2 separate regions of the Pan troglodytes genome follow, and region 2 is linked to region 1. The links are chromatin contacts, called in public Hi-C maps. All regions are on one chromosome and are shown on one strand. Each heading gives the region's core, a stretch centred on a gene start, on an enhancer-like site or on the middle of the called end of the contact. The rest is flanking DNA. Distances are from core to core; before and after follow the strand shown. Region 1 overlaps AKIP1 (A-kinase interacting protein 1). Region 2 holds the start of TMEM9B (TMEM9 domain family member B).

Region 1 (3,205 bases), core at 462-2,961:
ACACTCTACTTGGAGTTAGGCAGAAGGAAAGGCTAGAGGCCACTGTTTTGGGGATCAGAAGTAGACAGTGGCACTTAGCACAGATGAGCAGTAATGACAAGGTACTCGGGAGTGATGAGAGCCATTCTTTTAAACGGTGCTTTGCTAAGTTCACTATCAGGAAGATGACAGGCATTTCTTTTGTCCTAAAGCTCAGAACAATTTGAGTGAATTCCATTTTGTCACTGAAGCAGCAATTCAGCTGGCTGACAAAACTCTCCCTTGGAGGACTGGTTCTCCCAGAGTACAAAACATTGGAAGCCAGAGTTAATGGAAAGATTTTATTTAGAGCCGAACTGAGCACAATCAGTCTTCCAAGGGTAGACTTCACTCATGGCTGGTAGATTACATCAGGTGTGCAGGCAGAGGATGGGTCTCAGTTCAAATGGTAAAAGGACAAAGTCACAAACCAGAAAAGAGCCTGTAATTAAGGGCCAGAGTGACAGCTGGGATGCCATTACAAGCTTGCTTAATGCTGAGAAGGGGCCACAGGCAGAAGCTGTCGATTCCACTACCACACACAGGAAAAGCCAAACTACTGGCCAGCAAATTGCACTCAGAGGAATAAATGATCATGTTTACATTTTTATGAAATTTCCCCTCTTCCTCCTACCTTGCAGATGGATTTGAAGCCAATTTTTTCCAAAGCTGTTTTACGTTGTATTCTTTCATGCCTGTCCAGTTACTGCAAAATTGGAAGTCTACCATCCTTTAACTGACGTAAATGTGTACGACAATGTCATTAACTATTTATTGGTTGTCAACCATGTAAATAAAAGTCACTTTTAGAAAATATGGTTATATCAGAATTGCAGAAAGCCAAAGATGCTTCATTTGCACACAAGGAAACATAGAGGTAAGGTTGGCATGTGGCTGTAGAACTCCAACACGGTGGAACATCAGCATTACCAAAAGTCAGCAAGTGTTGAGAGGCGTCTAAGCCTTAACAACTTATATTTGTACTAGAAGCAGAATATTCTTAATTGTTACTAACTCTAGTATACTCCAAATCCTGACTCGTAGCAAACTGTATACAAACAAAAAGTAAATGTATTGCGGCACCATGTTGAATGAAGTTCCTTTCCTCAGAATTCTAGCCCTTCCAAGTTCCAAAAAGGATCCCCTGGCTTCATGAACTAATGAGTACTTTATCCTAAAAATGAAAAACTCATTATATGTTTTTACAGAGAAACATTTGTGGAAAATAAGAACAAATGCCTTCAAATGTTTTGGAACCTGACCTCACCAAATGTGTATGTTTCGGAATTTCAGCAATGGTTTTCACTTTGTTAGCAGGAGTATCGTGCCCCTCCTGCTGCTTGAACAGATGGTGGAATTCCAGCAGGACCCAGTGCCAGCCCAGCTGAGCTGTAGGAACTGAGAGGTGAATACTTCACATTCTTTCCAACCACAACTATGAGTTCAGGCACAGAGTATCCCTGAAGCTTACAGTGAAGGAAGAATACCACGAAAACCTAATTTTACACTGAACCAAAATTTTGTGTGCCCTTCTTAAGTGTAAGAACATCTCAACTTAAAAATACTATAGACTCAATTCAAATAGCCCTCTAAGAACCATGTTAACTGGTTCATGGAGTTGCAACGGTGATGAAACCCAGTGCGTAAGCAGTTCCGTACTCACAGGCTGGGATGCCTCTGGAGCATGCTCTGATATTTGATAGCTGCCTCCAGGACCAAGGGATGTCTTTTTTCTGTCTTTTCTCTGAAGAGACAAGTAGAACACTGGTTTGTGCCCAAGCTTTCACTTTTGGATTGTAAAGAGAAGTTCTCTTCTACCTTATTAGGAGTTAGTAATTGTTCTGTCAGCTTTTTCTAAGTTGTCATCTAAGTCATTAAGGCATTTTTAAGTGAATTCTGTGAGGTATTTTTAGTCAGGTGTTTACTATAATTTTCATCCTTACATGGGCTTTGGAATCAGACACACCTGAGTTTAAGTCCTATCTCTGCTATTTACTAAGACAGATTAACTTCTCTTGAACCTTGGTTTTCCAGTCTGTAACATGGCACTCTTGGATTGCAGGGAAAATTTAAAATGCAAAAGTGACACTTAGGCTCTCAATACATTCTCTTCTGTGCTTCTTCTAGGAGTGGGGGTGGTCCTAGAAGGGAACAGGCTGACTGATAAAGCCAATTTCCCTTAGAGGGAACTTACATTTTAAAGGGAGAGATGGGAACGACTCTTCCCCATATGTACCTAAGTGCACCCTTTAGGGTCAGGTGCGTTTAGGTAAGAGTTCAGGCTAGGCCAGAAAAGGGGGCTCAGGACTCAAGCTCTGGCACCACTACTCACCTCCCAGGCCAGGGGAGGCGTGTGGGAGGTGCTTCGAGTGTGCACTCAGCCCTTGCTCATGTCCCTGTGCCCACTCTCCCATCCTTTTCCTAAACTTCCTCCCTCTAACACCCCAAAATGGCTGACAGGCCAAAGAAGTCAGGAATCCAACTTAGACTCCAGAATAGACTCTGGACTTTGGTTTGCTATCTTTGAGTACAAGTAGGGTAGGTTAAAACAAAAGCAAAAACCTAGTCTCCTCAGAAACCACCACCACCACCTCCTCCTTTGAATCAGTTCAATAAGCAGAATCTTTGGCTTCCCCAGAATGACATGTGGTAAAAGGTAAGTTTGTAGTGAGAGGCCCATAACTGTTATTACCTTTACAAAAAGTATTTTGTTAAAAGAGACCCCTGTCCCCACACTTCCCTTGTACTTTCTTTTTAAAAATTATGAAAGACATGGTCCAGGCATGGTGGCTCACGCCTGTAATCTCAGCACTTTGGGAGGCTGAGGCGGGCAGATCACCTGAGGTCAGGAGTTCAAGACCTGCCTGGCCAACACGGTGAAACTCTGTCTCTATTAAAAAATACAAAAATGGGTCAGGCGCGGTGGGTTACGCCTGTAATCCCAGCACTTTGGGAGGCCGAGGCAGGCGGATCACGAGGTCGGGAGATCGAGACCGTCCTGGCTAACACAGTGAAACCCCGTCTCCACTAAAAATACAAAAAATTAGCCAGGCATGGTGGCAAGCGCCTGTGGTCCCAGCTACTCGGGAGGCTGAGGCAGAAGAATGGCGTGAACCAGGGAGGCGGAGCTTGCAGTGAGCTGAGATTGCGCCACTGCACTCCAGCCCGGGCAACAGAGCAAGACTGT
Region 2 (3,205 bases), core at 190-2,689, 51 kb before region 1:
GTCTTTGAAATTAAGTGTATATTTTATACAGCACATTTCAATTCAGTCTAGCCACATTTCAGATGCTCAATTGCCACATGTAGCTAGATAGTGGTTATACTATGGAGCTCTAAAATTCTGCCCAGACTGAGTGTGCTTGGTGTTTCTCCATTAAACATATGAGGCCCATCAGTCTGAGGCACAACTATGTATTTTCTCTAAGTCTCTGTACCCCCAAGGCCTTGAAAACAATTCGGAAGGAAGAGAAGGCCTATGAGGTTTCAGCTACAGCAGGCACTCCCTTTAGACGCCAAGCCTAGAAAACCCTAAACTGATGCCTAACTTGCAGCTGAATCACCTTTTAGCAATCAGATTCAGTACCTCACCAACACATTTGATCCAGGGAGTCTCCAGTTTGTCCTTTGTCCAGTAGAACACCCACTACAAAGCCTTGATAATTCATCAAAGTGACAGCACCTTCACTGGGCAGTCTGGTGAGAGGACATATAGCCCTGCCACCCTGGTTCCTGTTGGGAACAATATCAGATACCTTCTTGTGTTAGATTCACATGAATCTAAGAATCACATGGGCGAAAAATATTGAGAGCATTCTGTTAAAACATTTCCACAAATTGGGAAAAGACGATTTTTAAAAATCTGTTGGGGCCGGGCGCGGTGGCTCACGCCTATAATCCCAGCAATTTGGGAGGCCGAGGCGGGCGGATCACAAGGTCAGGAGATCGAGACCATCCTGGCTAACACAGTGAGACCCTGTCTGTACTAAAAATACAAAAAAAAAAAAAAAAAAAAAAAAAAAAAAAAATTAGCCGGGCGGCGTGGTGGCGGGCGCCTGTAGTCCCACCTATTAGGGAGGCTGAGGCAGGAGAATGGCGTGAACCTGGGAGGCAGAGGTTGCAGTGAGCTGAGATCGCGCCACTGCACTCCAGCCCGGGGGACAGAGCGAGACTCCGTCTCAAAAAAAAACAAAAAACAAAACAAAAAAATCTGTTTAGAGGTAAAAACACGGGTATTACATGGAGCATAATTTGAAATCCATTCCCTCATATTCAGCCAAGAACTACAGGCCCAGAGAAGGGAAGTGATTTGCCCAAGGTCATTCAACAAATCCCTAGGGGCTGTGATGATCCCTGTGTCCTTGCCATTATCTTCCTTGTCTCCACTAACAAAAATATTTCAATGGGAGAATGTGCCGATCTAAGGCACTCCTAAAGTACTTGCTGAGAATGACAGCCCTGGGGAGACCAGTCGGCAGCCCTGAACAGGCACTGCCTTACCGGGGCGTAGCGCCCCAATTCGCCAACTCTTGGAGTCCTAGGCGGAGGATACTACTGGGGCAGTTGTTTCGCCAATTCCACATCTCCCGGAGCCTGGCCTGGCCCAGCCCAGCCCCGCTGCTGTGACCCACTTCCTAGCTGCAGGCTGGACCAAGGGGAGGTACATGGGGAGCTCCACAGGGAGGCCACGCCCACGAGGGCAGCTCAGAATTAGAAAGCCGACGGGGTGCTGTGGTCAGGAGGCGCGTGGGCGGCAGGTTAGTACTTAAGGTGCAGAGACCACCCCCAACCCTTTGACTGGCGGTGGGCATCCCGGAAAGGCATGGCTCGGCCAATTCCAGCCCCGTTTCCACGCTCAGCACCCGCCCTGCCTGTGCGCGAACGGCTCCGGCCCGCACGGGTCGCCAGAGGCCACTGTGCGACACTCGGAGTTTGCTGGGGTCTCCGTGGGCGGGAGGACTTTCCAGCGCAATGGCGACTCCCTAAGCCCCGCAGCTTCTGCGCCCGGGAAAGATATCCAAGAGATGCAAAGCTCTACTGGGCCCAGGCTGCCACCCCAGAGGCCCCCTTCCGTCCCGGGGCCGGGGCTAGGCCAAGGCGGGCACCAGGACTGCCCAGCCTCCCGGCCCTTCGCTCTGGTAACCGTTTCCGGGGCGGATGCTTTTTGCATCTGACCCGGCGCGCCCGGTGACGCCTTCGCGTCCAGACGGAAGTGCGGGCGGAGGATCCCCAGCCGGGTCCCAAGCCTGTGCCTGAGCCCGAGCCGGGAGCCGGTCGCGGGGGCTCCGGGCTGTGGGACCGCTGGGCCCCCAGCGATGGCGACCCTGTGGGGAGGCCTTCTTCGGCTTGGCTCCTTGCTCAGCCTGTCGTGCCTGGCGCTTTCCGTGCTGCTGCTGGCGCAGCTGTCAGACGCCGCCAAGGTGAGTCCCGCCCAGCCTCGCTCCTGACGGAAGCTCCTCCCCTACCACCGGCCTTGCGGAAACTGGGTCTGCCAACCTGCTGCTTGGCCCATTCCTGACAGCCATACCCCTGGCCTCACAGCTCCGGCAGACCCCCGCCGCCACCAGCCCCGCCCCTCCCGACTGCCCGGCGGCACTCTCGCCCTCAGCCCCGACAGCCTGGCAGTCAGCGCCCCACGGTCGTCCCCAGCCCCGACAGTGCCCACAGTCCGGACAGCAGCCCCCCACCGCCTTAACATTTCCCTTCCCAGCCCCGGCTGCACGCATCTTACACTTGACAACCTTTTCACCTCCGAGAGCCTTTAACTTTCCACCCTAAGCTCTTGACAGCCCACCTGCGCCCTCCGCCAGCCTCACAGGCCCTGCATGCCCCAAGCCAGAATGATAGGAAGCCCCCATCTGACAGAGCCTTCCCTGTCAAGGGCCGACTCAGCTCAGCTCACCCCTGAACACTTCCCTTCCTGTGGTGGGATCTTGCCCCTCCTGGCCTACTTCCCTCCCAGTAGGACCTACAGAGCATCTCTCACCTGCTTCATATTCTCACCTAACTCCCTCCACGAGTCCCTTGGTGCCTTTCTTGCTTTCTCTCTTCCTGATAATTTAGTGGGTAAGGGAATAACCAAACTGCAAGAGAGGTGAGGTTGTGGCCTCCCTGGTTCGATTTCTTGTTCTCGTTCCCTCATGCTGTTCTCTGGTGCCCCAGCTCTCCATACCTGCCCTAGCTCCATGCATACCTGTGCTTCCTCTTTGATGAGCTAGCTCATCACTGGGGGAGAACAGAAGGGATTCACATTAGTATGATGGGAAAACAGAATGACATTGCGTTTTTAAAAATAAGAGCTTTAATTTATAATATCTTTAAATGTAGGAGTGGGGAAAGGTTACAGGCAGGCAAATGTTTTTGATTCAGAGATTCTTTTTGAAACCATCTCTACCTCCTACCAGAAACAGGGACAGCAGCACGTCTCCTGA

Evidence for each region. A called contact is a pair of places that touch in the nucleus more often than the background predicts.
Region 2: a Hi-C map of stem cell-derived neural progenitor cells shows a contact between it and region 1, with 2.2 times the contacts expected there. The contact joins the promoter of TMEM9B here to the enhancer-like site in region 1. A contact is called at or near these places in 3 of 7 Hi-C or Micro-C datasets (blood, induced pluripotent stem cells and stem cell-derived neural progenitor cells) and 1 of 1 other capture datasets (stem cell-derived neural stem cells).

Annotation. Positions count from the first base shown.
Region 1 is chr9:13,061,112-13,064,316 of NHGRI_mPanTro3-v2.0_pri, reverse strand. The region is part of intron 2 of AKIP1 (A-kinase interacting protein 1); the gene reads right to left. Among named protein-coding and RNA genes, the nearest start is that of AKIP1, 6.0 kb to the right of the region's middle. Within about 2 kb of position 1,711, at least 4 of the 24 cell types and tissues checked have an H3K27ac peak or open chromatin away from gene starts, as enhancers often do. A contact at or near this core is called in stem cell-derived neural progenitor cells and stem cell-derived neural stem cells, where this site is marked.
Region 2 is chr9:13,111,649-13,114,853 of NHGRI_mPanTro3-v2.0_pri, reverse strand. TMEM9B (TMEM9 domain family member B) reads left to right here and starts at 1,439. Exons shown (of 5, transcript XM_009459918.5): 1 at 1,439-1,531. The coding sequence starts at 1,439.